3 separate regions of the Hordeum vulgare genome follow, and regions 1 and 3 are each linked to region 2. The links are chromatin contacts, called in public Hi-C maps. All regions are on one chromosome and are shown on one strand. The core of a region is the stretch at or near the end of the contact, and the rest is flanking DNA. Distances in the headings are between cores, read along the strand shown. Region 1 holds the start of LOC123427513 (60S ribosomal protein L11-like). Region 2 holds the start of LOC123408285. Region 3 holds the start of LOC123427556 (IQ domain-containing protein IQM1-like).

The links. Hi-C and Micro-C count contacts between places; a contact is called where the count stands out from the background.
Region 1: a Hi-C map of seedling shows a contact between it and region 2, with 7 times the contacts expected there. The contact joins the promoter of LOC123427513 here to the promoter of LOC123408285 in region 2. A contact is called at or near these places in 3 of 6 Hi-C or Micro-C datasets (leaf and seedling) and 1 of 1 datasets of contacts at active chromatin or transcription factors (embryo).
Region 3: a Hi-C map of leaf shows a contact between it and region 2, with 3 times the contacts expected there. The contact joins the promoter of LOC123427556 here to the promoter of LOC123408285 in region 2. A contact is called at or near these places in 3 of 6 Hi-C or Micro-C datasets (leaf and seedling).

The regions. Positions count from the first base shown.
Region 1 is chr1H:150,502,301-150,505,833 of MorexV3_pseudomolecules_assembly, forward strand. It overlaps LOC123427513 (60S ribosomal protein L11-like), which reads right to left and starts at 2,279. Exons shown (of 5, transcript XM_045111585.1): 1 at 2,173-2,279; 2 at 1,982-2,089; 3 at 1,702-1,744; 4 at 1,410-1,605; 5 at 191-551. The coding sequence starts at 2,175. The coding sequence ends at 359.
Region 2 is chr1H:150,962,907-150,966,451 of MorexV3_pseudomolecules_assembly, forward strand. LOC123408285 reads left to right here and starts at 1,433. Exons shown (of 3, transcript XM_045101428.1): 1 at 1,433-1,540; 2 at 1,641-2,484; 3 at 2,594-2,874. The coding sequence starts at 1,745. The coding sequence ends at 2,729.
Region 3 is chr1H:151,401,484-151,405,064 of MorexV3_pseudomolecules_assembly, forward strand. It overlaps LOC123427556 (IQ domain-containing protein IQM1-like), which reads right to left and starts at 1,415. Exons shown (of 10, transcript XM_045111638.1): 1 at 1,295-1,415; 2 at 449-849; 3 at 243-357; 4 at 80-145. The coding sequence starts at 765. The region is part of intron 17 of LOC123427522 (diacylglycerol O-acyltransferase 1-1-like); the gene reads left to right.

The DNA.
Region 1 (3,533 bases), core at 1,029-3,528, 460 kb before region 2:
GGATTGTTACTTTCCTGACGTGTCAAACATGTATAAACTGATCCAAGGTTTAGATAAGAGCGGCATTAGTAAATACAGGGTGTCAATTTCAGGGATTGAAAGGTTAGGGTTCATTCTCGACGGACGGTATGAATTCAGGGTTTAAAACAAACTTCACTCATAGCAGAAAATAAGTTGATGAAATGTTCAATTTCAAATATGAAACATGAAAAGATTTGATGGAATTATAGATGCATGTCAGCCCAACAGATGAGGCAAAATTGATAGTGCAACTTTGTATCCAATAAACATACGATTCCATGATCCAGAAGGAGGACTGACTTAGGCTCTAACAACAACTTAATCAGTCCAAAGGATACTAGCTAGCATGGGACTTGTTCAGGATGACACCCTCATACTTGACCTGGAACCACTTCATGGCATCTTCCTTGGTCACCCTTTGGTGGATCCCAACACGGGCCTTGCATCGGCGCCGGCGGGAGACACGGTATCCAGCACGCTCCAGAACGACAAAGAAGTCCATACCATAGATACCAGTTGACGGGTCATACCTGACAGAATTAAAACAGTAAGCTTTTAGTATGTAAGCAATAGGATATCAATATTTGCATGCAACCCACAGCTCAGAGGAACGTAAAACACTTTTCAAGAACAAGGTTACAACTAACAAGTTCAGACATATAAATACATAAAAAGTATGTCAACTGATCAAACTTAATGGACAACATACAGGTATAACTGATAGTACCAACAAGGCATTATTGATTCTTTACTTGGGAAAGAGAAATGATATCAGACCTTTTTGAACTAAAGCACAAAATATCAATTGCAGCAACAAACACTAGCATGTACAAAGGGAGGAACTCCAACAGTGTAAAACTTAAGGAGGTACACTAATTGGTAAAATAAGAACAATCATTAAACAATTGGATTCTCTGCTTAAAAGGTGCAATCATTAAACAGATGAGAGTTTTTTATGGAAATTTTCAACTCAGAAACACATTGGGAACAACTGGATCCATCACAGCAAAATAATTTCAGACTGGAGCAACACCTACTCAAGGAACTTCCAAGAACAAACAAATATAAAGTGCAGCAATAGAAAAACATACTAAAAGTATTTATCATGATTATGCATTTCAAACTTTACAAGCATGTGCATGGCAAAATCCTTCTGATGATAAAAGTTAACCATTTTCCGTTAAGATTACTACAACATGCACATAAGGAAACCCCTGTGATAACTCCACAACGATTTTTAATAGAAGAATACATCAGACAAGAAACTTTATGTTGAAAATATCACAGCTTACAATAAAGTGATATAAGTGAACCAAAATTATAGTCCTACCTATATAATTCGCATATATAAAATGCAGCCAGAACTAAGTACAGGAAGATTATCTTACTTCATGCCAAGATCAATGTGCTCCTGAATACCAAACCCAAAGCAACCAGTGTCACTGAAGTTCCTCCTCAGGAGCTCGTACTCCTTCACCTTCAGCCCACTCTCGAGAAGCTGCATTGCCTTCTCACCCCTGATTGTCACATAGCAGGCAATCTTCTCATTACGACGAATGCCGAAAGACCTGACAGTGTACCTCGCTGCAAAGATAAAACCGCCATGACCATAAGCACCCCTGGGTGTTGAAACCAGACAAGAATTGTCGAGCAAACTTTAGATCGTGGACAATATCTTACCCTTGGAGAAAACTGGCGACTGCCCGCTCAGCTGCTCCAACACCTGATGAGTAAATTCGTATAAATTAGACTCGCGTCTCAAAAAAAAATGTGCAAGCACACATAAGATGAACAACGTAGAGCACTTCGGGATAAATTTCATTTGGAGTGGATTGCGAAATTGTAGATCTATGACCATACGCACTGAAACAATATCAGATACAGCGAAGGATTTTAATTGTTCTTTTGTCGAGGAGACCGTGTTGCGTGACGGGATTGATGGGTCGGGGATCTATGATACCTTGGCAGCGCGAGTGAGGCGATCGCCGCTCTCGCCGACGGAGATGTTGAGGACGAGCTTCTGCACCTTGATCTCCCGCATGGTGTTCAACTGTTTCTTTTCAGTCGACTGCGAGGGACAAACGCGTAAGAACAAAGGGACACGCAAGAAATGGCGAGCGTTGGCATCGCGGCAGGAGTAGGAGAGCTCACCATGATGATCTGACCGGGGAGGCCGCCGGTGGAGAGGAAGCGGACGATGGGAGGGTTTTGGTTCTGGGTGTGGCTGCGGCGGCGGAAACCCTAGAAATCTCCCGGGTCTTATATAGGGGGGGCGCTGGAGGTTGCCGAGCGACGATTTCGCGGAATGGCGTGGGGGGCTTGGAGTGGTCCGATCAATGGATGGACGGCTAGGATATTCAGCTCGGCTTGTGCTTTCTTACTAGCTGGGCTGTTGAGGTTCTCCGGCCCAGCCGGATGGCTAGCTGGACCGGACTCCCGGCCATATTCAATCCAACCAATCTACATTCTAGAGGCCCCTGAAAAAAATACATTTTAGAGTTTCTTACAAAAAAAAAAACTTAGAGCAATGTTTCTCTTCAAAAGATAAATCTAGAACATGAGAGTTTTACTCCAAATACAATGTCGGACCTCTACAAAAATGCAACTTTATCCCTTTGGGCAACAATCTTTTCACTATTTTTATAGGCCATGGTCTACGATAATCGTCTTATGTGTGTCGGACAGAGTCAACTTCTTGAGTTTTGTTATCGGTTTTGCTTTCTCTCCGGGTTTGATTGGGTTGACAAAGAAGTTAACCGATAAGGGGTTTAACAGACCCTAGCTTTCCATAGAAGTCTAGATTGAATTTCGACTTTCCTCCATGTCATGTCCGGTATGTACCTTCTAGCTAAAATATCAAAAAAAATACATCATAAACGTATCATTTTTATAAGAGAATTAAATTGTATTGCGAGTGATACGATAGGGCTAAAACTCGATGTTATACAATCACTGGTGACCACTCATAGTAGCTTTGATCTCCTTCACTCAAGTGTTTTTCGATAGTCTGTACTCATCAAGAACTTGATTCACCAACGTACACTCATTATTTGCAGTTGTGTGTTAGTGAAACTAGGGCATTTTGTTGTTCCTAGAGGCTCCACCAAATTAACATTGCAAGAAAGTCAAAGTTCCCTCACGACATCCTCTTGCAAGTTCTTCTTATTAAGATCTCTGTGATAAAAGGCAGTTTTATGCACGCTTAGGTGCTAAGCAACAAAGATGCGTGTCTAGGGTCATGCTAGGGTTGTAAACATGGTCAAGTTGAGGCAAGCAGGAAATATGTCATTCCATATGAGATCATGTCATATTGCGGTAACTGACAATATGAGTGTTGGTAGTTTATTAATTTACATGCTTTAAATTAATGTATATACACATATAATATTCAAGGTGCATACATGATAGTCATAACTATATGACTGCATGTGTTGCGATGTATGGGTCGTTCTGTAATGATTTTCACAAATTAGAGGGGGCATGAGGAAGAGCATGAAGGAGAAGGACAACAA
Region 2 (3,545 bases), core at 183-2,682:
AGCACAGAGACATGGCGAGCACTCCAAGCTCCTCCTCACGCCCTCATGACTCTCTTCTAGGCGACCGGGCAAGTTGTTGTGTATCTTGTCTTTGTTTGCGTGACCTAGAGGTGCAGGGATATCTTCCTTCCTCAGATCTGGCACCTTCCCATTCTTGATTGACTTCCGCAAACGGTGAAGCCTTCGCGGAGAAATTCCCTACTCCCCGCAAGGAAGAGAGGGTATGTTTCGTTCTCTTCCTCGTACAACGCTTGGGTTTTCCCATTCACCCTTTTTAAGGGGTTTATAAGAATTTTACGGGATTCAACTCCACTACCTTACCCGTGCATCCATACTTCATATCTCGGGCTTCGTTGCCCTTTGCGAGATGTTTGTGGGCTGTGAAGCCCATTTCTATCTAGGAAGTTTACTGCCTCGTCCCCCGTACTCTAGGTGGGACGATTTGTGAAGTAGGTGGAGCCGAAATGTGGTGTATAGTTGGGCCCTCTTGATGGAGGTAAAACCTGCTCTTGTTTATATTGATGATGGAGTATCGAGTATAGAGTTGATCTACCTCGAGATCGTATATTGTGGTCTAAAACCCTATGAGTAATGATATTAACATGTCCTATGAGCTAAGGCCATCTCGTTTATATAGATACCAGGGATAATAGGATTACACAATACCGGTTACACCAAGGAAAAAACATGATCATTACCATCTTGCCTTGGAGCATATACCAAGTCATGACAATTATAGGGCGACCCATGAGTCCGTCCCATAAAAATAGATAAACAGCCCAAGGACCCCCTAATCTCGAATTCTCTTATTGGACCCGTCCGTTAAACGCGCGGCCGATCCATTTAAAAAAGAGGACGTACACGTCAATCCAAACGGATAAAAGACGGACAAAGCACACGTCTGTTTCGGTCACGCGTTTGGAGCTGTTGTGAGAAGGAAATGAACTTGTACATGTGTGCGCTAAACTTTGTAGTACCTCTAGAAGATGTTTGTCTTTGGATAAACTATTTTCATCCTTCCTTACGGATTGTGTAATGAAGGATTGTAATCCTTCTGGGTGATCTATATAAAGCTCTTGATTAAAAAAAAATTGGTCATGCATCCTCATTTTCTTTGATAAACAATTAGTAATAGCTTTCGCTGCACAGAAAACCAACAGGGCTGAGTTTTCCTTTCTCTGAAACAACTCGTCATTCCCGGATTTCCAAATAGAGTAGACCACAAAAACCATCTTATTCGGGAGAAACCCATATGTGAGTATGCCCGGAATATATATGTCGATCGCAAGTTTTGTTACGTCACTTTTTCCATGCCAAAAGTAGGTTGGCCTCCCAGCCAACGGCAGCACCTAAATTTCCCTGCGATAGACGGTCTGTCCTCTTCCCCGTTGATCCATCCCAACTCCCATGCATATAAAAGCGAGGCCGGCTATTGTTGTCTCTTGTCGGAGCTCCATTTCTTGAATTTTCCTTGGCGGCCTCTCACCGCCGAGTTCCGACCAATCAATCCCATATGTGCCCATTTAGCTCTTCACAGCAGGTAGGATGTGTGGAGATTTGTTCTCTCAATTTCGATTTGATTTCTTCTGTTCTCCCTTCCAAATGAGGAGATTTGATTTGCTTCTCTCTCGTACGTGTAGATCTGCGGCGTCGCGACGCCGCCTTCTGCATCGTTAATCCAGAACGGACTCCACGAGCCGATTAATCATCGCGAGTCAGGATCACGACCTCGCGTGACGCAGCCATGGCGGTCATGGACCAGGACGGCGGTTCTGCGCGCGCACCCGCACCCGCACCCGCACCGATGAGGCTGCCCTCATACTCCTGCAGCCCCGGCAGCGTCGAGGCCACTCACGACCGCAAGCTTTCCCACTCCGACTCCTTCTGGACGCCGGCCGAATCGCTGCGGTCGTCGTCCGCTTCGTCGTCGTCCCCACCTCTATCCAGCAGTTCCTCGTTCGAGAGCATTCCCCTGCCCGACCTTGACCGGCAGTCCTCCTTGTCCTCCACGTCCTCCTACGCGAGCTTGTACCAGGTCGAGGCGGCGGCGGACCACGACCGTTCTTCCTCTTGCGCCGAGTCAATGCCAGCAACGCTGCCGCCGGCAGTCCAGACGATGATGGTGCAGGGGCAGCCCGCTGGGTACGACACGAAGAGGCTCCCTTCATCGATGTTCCGCACGCAGTCCACGTGCCCCGCCCAATGGAGCGCCACCTCGAACGACTCGCTTTTCAGCATCCAGCTGGAAAACTCCGGCGAGATCGGCCCGCTTTACGGTGTCGGCGACCTCTACTACGACGCCTCTGGGGTGTTCCACCGCCTCTCATCCGCCGCGAGGCTGCCGGCCGTGCCAGAGATGTCGACAGGAAACTCCGGCGGGAGTTTGTGCGTGAGGGATGACTGCGCGGGGTGCGGCAGTGGCACAAGCATGAACAAGAAGTCCGTCAGGTTCGCCACCGCCGATGGCGTCGCCGGCACGCGCAGGTACACGCCCGTCTTCTCGGCATGCATTACCTCACATGGTTTGCATTACGTGCGCGGTCTTTCTGTGTCCCTCGTCGTCCTGACCTGCGAATGTTGGCTTCAATTGCAGTCTTCCGCCCGCGTTGGAGGAGACGGAGGCATCGGTGGCGGAAACTGGCGCGGCGGCGGAGGCTGGTTGGTGCTCTTGTCCGTCGATATGGTGGCCAAGCTGCGCGTGCCGCGGATGTGACTGCCGGTGGTCCTGAATTTGGAATGGGTAGGAAATTTTGGACATGTCGAGTCCATTCAACTCCATCTTGTTGATCGGCTGTGGAATGGGTGCATATAGATTGGTAGGCGTCTTGGCGTGTTCTTACTGGCTAATATAAGTATTTGCGAGTTGCGGCGAGACGAAACACAAGTACTGGATCGTTGGCCTTTTCCGAAACACATACGGGCCACATACCTTCATTATCATTTATTTTGCCACGTCAAAACAGATGACATCATCGTTTTTTTAAAAAGTTAATGTCACAATCGTTGGCTACTACAATGGACCAGCGCGGAAAAAAAAGAAAAAGGCTAACTAGCTTAATTTTTACACAAATTGAAGAGCAACTAGTTAGCGTGCACTTCTTCGAGACCCTTTCAGCGATCACTCTCACGCGTCGTCACTTGCGCATTTTTGGTCGCCGCCACATGTCACACTCTCAGCATTTCCTTCAAATTTCGTTTTTTTATTTTTTTTCTGTACGGGTTTTGGTTTTCGGCTTTTTAGATAGGTTTTTTATCCAGTTTAGAGATTGGCTTTTTGTATCCCATGGATTTTTTTTCAAAAAACACGTTCTCTATTATTTTAGAAGATACACGATTTTATTTCTATGAAAGGCAATGGCGGACCCATCATTGGGCCGAGCTGGGGCGGCCGCCCCGGGTCGTCGATGGCACAGGATCGACCCTCACCTACTTGTTTTTCCACCGGCCGCGAAATCTGCAAAAATCCAGTGGCGGCGGCAGCGTTCTGTTCGTGAGGGGAGGGACGCAGCAACCAACGATGAAGGGCCGATGGGGTAAGCAATGAC
Region 3 (3,581 bases), core at 165-2,664, 440 kb after region 2:
TGCAACAATCTCAGTGGACAGTAGGACACTACCTACTGATCTTAGTTTAGTGCTAGAGTTTAAGTAGCATGTGACTTACAGCTTCGAGCCAGTGCTGCAATGCCAGCTTCTGAGCCTTCCCATTCTTAGATAACCCCTTGCCAACCTAAACCAACGAAAAAGATCGCGTCATTCAACTGCAAGTTTGATCAAAATACAAGGCACCAGGTAGACGGTTTGATGAATCAATGAATGTTAGTCACCTTAGCGGCTCTTGTCCTTGCCCTCGCCCACCGCGACGCCGCCGTTTCGGGCTTTCCGCCGTTGAAGAACGATATCGAGCTGTGCTTCAGTGATGCAAAGTCCAGTGCTTTCCACCTGCGATAAGAATCAAAACTTCTATAACTTTCTGAATGTTAACTAGCTGTCCCAGTGCTCAAGGTCAAGGACCGAAGAAACTGATACATACCATAGCTCCTCTACGACGACTGCGCAGTCGGCGAGGTTTCGCCTGGTCCGGTAACTCTTGTAAACCTTTTGAAGTTTGACGGCTGCAGCATCAAGCTCACATTTGGGGCTGGACGATACATTGGGGCTCGATGCGTCAGAGTTGCGTCGGTCTTGGATGCCATTTATCAGGCTCTGTTTGCTCTTATTCTGAACTGAACCTGTGGATTTCTCTCCTCCTTGCCACTGTTTGAAGCTCACAGAGCGCACCAGTGTGGCCTTGGAGAAGAGATGTTTCTTGTTCCGTTCATCCCGAGGAGAGGGGATTTTGTTCACCATGTCGGTTTTGTGTGTCCTCGGACTGGAGATCTCCGTGCCAACAACTTCAGACCGCGCGCGACGGTACAATCCAATAAACTGAACCTTCTCCTCAAAAATTGGGAGAATCTGAATTAGTTTCATGTGAAACGGTGATTTTGAGCAACTTGGAAGAGAACTGAAAAGAACAAATCTGCTCTTGTGACATGGTCAACGGTCAGACAAGAATAAAGCACTAACAACAACCAGCTACCAGCCGGCTGAAATGACCCCAGACTTTCAGGATCTCCACAGCAACAACAAGATGAGTTCATAAGTGCATTCGTGACCTAAACGAACTGAGACCAATACTTGAGCTCTTGAATCCATCTTTAGAACAAAACCAACTAGACTTCAAGTGGCAAAACACCTATAGAACTCACAGTCAAAATAAATAATCCTGCCACGGAACCTCATGTTGGACCGATTCCAGTCCCCAGCAAGAACACGAACCAAGAAGAGGACCGGGTCAACTTCTAAGCAATCAAAGCAAGAACTCCATGATCCTCACCTGTGGTCTCGGCGCAGCAACCCAAGAACTGGAGTCTTCCCCGGAGGCGACAGGAATCGCGGAAGGCGTCGAGGGGTGGGAGAGAAATCTTATATGTGGTAATCCGTCGAATGTCGATGTGCACCGTACCTCAGGGGAGCTTACGCTCCCTCTTATATATATGTACCGAAACCTTGGACTGGCCCCAGAGACGTCAGTTTTGTATTCGAGGGTTCATGGCTGGGCAATTTTGTTGCCCAAGCAAGCTAAGACTTCGGTCACTGCTGAAGTATGCACAAGAGGCTGCTGGCTTTCAACTCGCTGGACGTTCTTTCAGTTTACACCCTGCCATACGTCTCTTCTCCAGACAGGTCCTGAGCGGTCATCCTTTTTATTGGGTTGGTCTTGGTCGTCTGTGTGTGGTTGGGGGGAGGGGGGCGTTATGTCTTCCTTCCTGAAGGCCCTACGTTGTCCAAACTATGTTTCTTATGAGCAGTGCTATAGTACTAGGTAAGATAGCTTTCCTTCGGATTTTTGAAGGATGGATCAAATCATCGATTCGGTCGCATCATTTTGTAAATCAGCACCATTCATAGTACGCATCGTACAAATTTCGTACGTGCACTGTCATGTGCAGAGTAGTTTCGTTTTTTTTCATTTGTGTTTCTAAAGGTAAATTCTTATTTGTATATTTTACATGTAGTTTTGTAGGATATTTTAACAAAATGTGAAACTTATACCTTGACAAAAATGACACATTCTATGGCACGATCATCCTTCAAGCATTCATAGGTCTTCTTAGCCCTACGGAACCTTGACAACTTAGCTTGTAACCCATGTCATGAGAAGATTGTATGTATATGAAAATAGGGATGCCTGTTTATAAATGTGTTAGGCTTTCTTATGGAAAAGGCCCATGTATTAACCGCTGGATATAAATTAGGATCCTTATGCTTACTTATGCTTACATGTCCAACGAAAAAGGGATATATTAAACATTAAGATGGCTTCGGTCCAGTTTGTGAATAATGAATTTCTAAAAGGGTTGGACGCACTTTGCTGCGATGTTGATGTTTTTTGGATTCCTATAATTTTTGTACTCAATCTATTTTAAAATGTAAGGTGTATTGATTTTTTGAAAAGTCGAACCTCTTTAAATTTGCTTACATTTTTGTTGAAATATCTCAGTATCCATAATATCAAATTGGATTCTTAGATTCATCATGAAATGAATTTTCATATTTTATTATTGGCTAACTTCCAGTCGACCGGAAGTTAGGGACAAATCCGCACAACTCGTTCCTACATGATTGCTCTCATCCCATGCTCGCTTGCACTGATTTTTTTCCTTCTCTCAAAAACCGTAGTGAATCGCTAGTGGATTTTTCTGGTTTTTCGCTGCATAACATGCAATAATTATTGAACCTAATAACCAACTAAGCCACCTTTTGATATCTATTGTAGATAAGCAATGTTATTTGAACCTTTTTTTTATTTCTTTCATATCAGAAAAAATAATAAAGATTGGCTTGATAACTTTGGCATGACGAACGTGATAAATATAGTATGAGTAACATAATAACTATACCATGATAAGATTGATAACTACAGTACGAGAAGGTTAAAGCATGTGGCAGTATGATAATTTAACACAAAAAATACCGGTTACATGTTTCAAAACCTTTTTCCCCTTGGATGAAAGATACCATGGTGTTTAAACGTAAGATATTAGGTCTGTGATGCATAAAATTGTCATAAATTTACATGAAAGTTATCGGAGGAGTTATATTTCAATGTTTTTTTTCCTTGAAATCAAAGTTAACATGGTGGTTGAACATAAGTTATGAGGTCCTCGGTGCATAAATGACCATACTATTTATATAGAAATTACCAGGGCATGTTTCAGTAACATTTTTCTCATGGGTAAAAAAGTTATCAATGTGTTTTATGTAAGTTATCGGATGTCTGGTGCGTAAATTATCATGCTATTTGCACTAGGTTATCAGGGGATATTTTAATAACTTTTTGCCCAAGATGAAAAGTTATGAGTGTGTTTGTATGTAAATTGTGAGGTTAGTTGTACGTAAGTTATCATCTTATTTACACAGAAGTTACCGGGGTATATTTCAACAACCTTTTCACCTCGGATGGTAAAAAAAGGTATTTTATTTGAACTTGTTTGGAGCCAAGTAGTGGGTGGGTTGGCTAGTGTCTTAAGATCTCAATATTGAAGTCTCAAGTTCAATTTCAGCTTTAACATGATTTTTAGGCTATAAAACTACAAGTATGGAAACTGGTAGCACCGAGA